Regions from separate parts of the Triticum aestivum genome. Here region 2 is linked to region 1. A link is a contact called in public Hi-C data. All regions are on one chromosome and are shown on one strand. The core of a region is the stretch at or near the end of the contact, and the rest is flanking DNA. Distances in the headings are between cores, read along the strand shown.

The links. Hi-C and Micro-C count contacts between places; a contact is called where the count stands out from the background.
Region 2: a contact with region 1 is called in a Hi-C map of an unstated tissue, with 6 times the contacts expected there. The contact joins the enhancer-like site here to the promoter of LOC123091306 in region 1. A contact is called at or near these places in 3 of 5 Hi-C or Micro-C datasets (leaf and an unstated tissue) and 1 of 1 datasets of contacts at active chromatin or transcription factors (leaf).

The regions. Positions count from the first base shown.
Region 1 is chr4B:106,012,645-106,015,228 of IWGSC CS RefSeq v2.1, reverse strand. It overlaps LOC123091306 (NAC domain-containing protein 71), which reads left to right and starts at 1,301. Exons shown (of 2, transcript XM_044512782.1): 1 at 1,301-1,892; 2 at 2,393-2,584. The coding sequence starts at 1,425.
Region 2 is chr4B:106,184,672-106,187,255 of IWGSC CS RefSeq v2.1, reverse strand. No RefSeq gene overlaps it. Among protein-coding and RNA genes, the nearest start is that of LOC123094569, 63 kb to the left of the region's middle. Within about 2 kb of position 1,300, at least 3 of the 8 cell types and tissues checked have an H3K27ac peak or open chromatin away from gene starts, as enhancers often do. A contact at or near this core is called in leaf, where this site is marked.

The sequences.
Region 1 (2,584 bases), core at 52-2,551:
GTTTTAGCCTCTCTTCACTAGAGCTGGCTTGACCTTGTCGATGGCAGTTCGGAAGTCTTACTGCGCAGTGCCCTGGAGCCGCATTTGTCGCCATTGAGCCCTTAAATAGATCCGAATCACATGACACCAAATCTCGCGACAGGACGAGAAACCTTAAACTCGCCGCCCCAAGAAGACGGCAGGAATCTATGCCGTATTTTCGTCGACTGCATCTACACAGATGAACTCAAGGAGGAGCCCGGAAGAAAGAAGAAGCGCCACCATTCGCCTGAAACGCCACGTGTGCGGGGACTAAAAAAACACTGATTTAACTACTCACTGGAGCAGAGGCACCGGAGTTCTACTCTCCGCCATCGGCAACCAGAGCGGCTGGCAGGGTAGAGGCGAATCCACGGGCTCGTCGGTGACGCTTGGAGGAGAGAGTTTATCCTAGCTGCCTAAGGTTAGGGGTGAAAATACATTTTTTTTATTATGCTTGACGTGCTTTGTGGAGTACTTTCGATTATCGTCAGATTTTTTTTTATTTTTTAGGGTGTGTCTTTAATTTACTTTATATCTTTCGATCTTCTCGCTGAGGTTTAAATCTGTTTCGAAAGATTAGATTTACCATTGCACAAAAAAGCAGAAAGATTAAACTTGCCCAAAAAGTTACCCTAGGGACCTACACCTACCGGGCACTTAGTCGCCTAGGAGTACGTGACAATACAGATTTCAATCAGAAGACGATTTTAACCTACCCTAAAAGCTGACCACAAGGCGCCTAGATATCATCGACGGTGGCGATCGATGCAAGTTTTAAACTTGAAATCCGCGGAATCCGCAACGAAACACTTTTTTTTTTTTTACCCTACGAGCTGAGAGATCGACCAAGTGGACGATGGGAATCTCGACGACCCGTACAATTATCCCAAGGGGCGCAAGCACCTCGTGGGCCCCGCGCAACATGCCTCCCTTCCTAACCCTGGGCCCCACCACACAGGCAGGAGTACTACGGACCGCCCTCGTCATATCTCACGGGCTCGGATGCTCCCTCGCCATCCCAGACGGCGACATAACTGCTGACGTCATCCATGACAATTGAGCTCCCCCTCTGGCCCCACGCCTTCATCCGACGGCTCACACGTCTCGTCGCCCGTCCGATGATCGACACGTGACCTATAATCCTACAGTCAACCAGCCCCCTCCTCTCCCAACTTGCACGTGCGTCACATCTTGCCCTCCCCGTCCGCCCGTCGACACGCGTCGGCACCTCCGCCTATATATACGGGCAGGTACGGCGAGCTTATGTTCCATTCCAAATCTCCCCCCCCCCCCCCAAGCTCGAGCCGCCGCCGCCGCCGATCAGCCGAACCAGCCGCCGCCTCACTGATAACCAATCTCCCGAGCGCTCCCTCCGAGCTCAACCCCCCGTTCACCGGACGCGAATGGACTACGGCTTCGACGGCGCTCTCCAGCTGCCCCCGGGGTTCAGGTTCCACCCCACGGACGAGGAGCTGGTGATGTACTACCTGTGCCGCAAGTGCGGCGGCCTGCCCATCGCCGCGCCGGTGATCGCCGAGGTCGACCTGTACAAGTTCGAGCCGTGGAGGCTGCCGGAGAAGGCGGCGGGAGGCGGGCCGGACTCCAAGGAGTGGTACTTCTTCTCGCCGCGGGACCGCAAGTACCCCAACGGGTCGCGGCCGAACCGCGCCGCCGGGACCGGGTACTGGAAGGCCACGGGCGCCGACAAGCCCGTGGGGTCGCCGCGCCCCGTGGCCATCAAGAAGGCTCTCGTCTTCTACGCCGGCAAGCCCCCCAAGGGCGTCAAGACCAACTGGATCATGCACGAGTACCGCCTCGCCGACGTCGACCGCTCCGCCGCCGCCCGCAAGAAGTCCAACAACGCTCTCAGGGTAACCACCTTGCCTGCCTGCCCACCGCCCCCGTCCCCTCTCTGTCAGTCTGCGCTGATGCTTGGCTGTCTCGTTTAATCCCTTCCTATTTTAGCATTAGCGAGAGATTTACCGTGCATTTAGTATAGAAATCAAGCGAGAGATCTTTCTTGAAATAGCAAGCTGTATTTTAGCTTTAGAAAAGTCAATTGGCAGGTTAGGTGCGTCGTGGCCATGCGAAAAAGAACAAGGGAAAAGGGTCAAAGTTGCAGCACGCTCAAGTTGTCCCTTTCGTCACAGCCTGTAGTTTGGCAGCGACGTGCGGAAAGCAATTGCGGCGGTCGCATGGCGTCATGGCTCACGCACCACGGGATGGAGACAACGGCGCCCGCCTCATCGCCCGCCCTCCCCATCTCCCGTCCACGTACACGTACACTAGCTTTAGTTACTTTTCAAATAAAAAATCTTGCTCGATCGATCTATCGCCGTCGCTGAGACTTTTCTCCTCCTGATCTTTGCAGCTGGATGACTGGGTGCTCTGCCGAATCTACAACAAGAAGGGCGTCATCGAGCGGTACGACACGCCGGACTCCGACGTCGCCGACGTTAAGCCGGCGCCGCCGCCGGCTGCCAAGATCCCGCGGCAAGGCCAGTACCACGCTGGGCCAGCGATGAAGGTCGAGCTGTCCGACTACGGGTTCTACCAGCAGCCG
Region 2 (2,584 bases), core at 51-2,550, 170 kb before region 1:
GGTGTTTGTCCTTTACATTCTTGCCCTGCCTTGCAGAACCTACAATCTCGTCATCATCCTCCAACCCCCTCATCTTTGTAAAAATAATCTAGTGAAAAGAAACCGGTGAGGTTGTAAAACATTTCTGATCAAGAAGAAACAAATTCACCATCTTTTCTCTATCTTGCATGTTTGCCACTCTAATTTGGCGTACGAGCCACCTCCTACACGTATACCAAATCTGCTTGGGTATTGGTTGACATATGCTCAATCGATACTCCTTTTTATCTTCCAATAGTTTGGATTGCTTACCACATGTGTAACACGGTTACTCAACCAAAACTTAAGGGACATTTTCGGGTGGAAGATACTTTGTGCCTTGTTGTGGGCAATTTGAAATCGGTGGAACGACTGCGTCGTTAACAGAACAAATACATATTAAAGAAACATGCCGTCTTTAGGCCTACAGGCTACAACATGAATCTTACATGGTCATTACTTTAGTATGTGGACGTTCGGGAGCATATAATCTTTGGGTGCAACTTTTTGGAAACAATAGCACCCGATTTATTGAACCGGTTTGCCTGGTGAGCCATTAACAGGTTATGCGCATGTGTCATGTAACCTTATTACCAACAGGTTATGGTTGTGATCTTTGTTTTCTGTATTGACTACTTTGAACTCTTAAAAATGGACATGTTCACCGCAAGCATGGACCATTAGACCTGTTGCCATCCAATATTGCCTTGGATGACCACATGCCCATTATGCCTCGATGATGTTTGGCATGTTAATGCATTGTAGAAAAAAAATGAAGAAAATTGAGGCATGCCAAGACCTCTGCTTCCTCTACACTTGCGCAAACTTGCCTTCAGACTAGCCACAGTGGGAGTAACTTCAGCAGTAACATCAAGTTCAACTCAGCAAATTTGCTTATGTGGCAGTGAGTTAATGAGGAGAGAGATAGTTATAGTAACTTAGCTAGTTATAGTAACTTAGCTAGTTACTGTAACATCACATGCCCCAATGCAATATGGGTCTATAACCTAATAAATGATGCTTTACATGTTACCACACTTATTTTACTACCCACTCATCGCATAGTCTAGGGATATATGTATGTTACTACTGTATATTACTCACCATTGTGGCTAGTCTAATTCCGAGGCTTTCTGAAGTTCAGTCAAGTTCACTGCTCCTAGGTAAGTCCGCATATGATACAGCACCATTTTGCTACACTCGTCGCATATGCCAAGGTTCTGGGTTCACACAGCTCCCGGCCCCAAGTCGTACGGCATATCGCGGGTGGTGGGCCCCGCGCGCACGCCGCGCCTCGTCGCCGCCCGGCCGCGGCAACGAGGTTGCCCACATGCTCGCCCATCTTGTTAAGGTAGACCCTCGATCGCGATCGCGTCGCCACATAATCCCGCCTTTCTTTATCCTGCTTTGTCGCCGGCTGGTTCCCCTGTGTTGTTTCCTAGCACCAGCGGCTTCGCTGGAATCTTGGTGCTCCTGCCTTGGCCGCCAAGGTCCCTCGTCGGTCCCGTCAACGGATTCCACCGCCGCTAGTGCACCCCGATTCAGAGTCAGACTCGAGTCACGCGCCATTGTTTATGCTCGTGCTCCAGTCACCAAGACCTGGGTGCTGCGTCTTTTTGAGAAAAGATAATCTGGGAGCCAAGCCATGCACGCAGTTGTGTAGTGTATACTATACATTCCAACTGAAACGTAGATGAAAAACCCGAGCGGTTCCCCGCGTAGATGAAAAACTCCGGGGGTTCCCCACGTATCTCACCCCCTAGCTCATGTACATGAAAAATATATTCGACGGGGTCCGGGCGATAGCGTGACTGCTGCGGCGCCGTTCACAGCCATGCGGCGTCAGCACATGCTCAGCCAATTCAGAGTCAGACGGAGTATGTGCAAATCAAGCGCCGTATTAGCAATAGTGCCAAAATATGAACGCTGGTAGATCTTTTCTGAAAATTAGGTTAAATATCCGGCCTCAGCATCATTGTGATGCGTACAATCACCTTTATTAATTAGTAATAAGTGGAGTAAAGAAGATAATCACGGTTAAACAATTACAAGGTATGAAATAAACACCCGCAACTAAGTTGATTTTTACCGGACCAACACCTTCAAGAAGGATTTAGTGTCCTCATCTCGTTGTCGTCACGTCCGGCCAAAGACAAACAGGATTTTTGCCGAAACCAAGCACCAATGGCCAACATATCAACAAAGAGATAACGTCTTCAAAAGTAACAATGTAAGTTCATCGCTGTTGAGCCTAACCAATCAACGAACAAAATAAGAGCTTACATCCCCGGACATGAAGCGGTGTTTCAACCATTATTTTAAAAAATAATATTCTGAAAATCATGCTAGTCTGGACTCCAGCAAACTTATGTCTAGAAAAACTCTGACATCAATCCGCCCTTCTTGAGACGCGATCACTAAAATATTTGCAGGCACGAATGCAAGTTGCGGCGAATGACCACGAAACAAACTTATTAACACGGTTATAAAACAAAGCATTATTGGAAAAGGGTGCAGTGATGTACACTCGAATGATTGATCTTTTCCACGGTACACAGCACCTTGC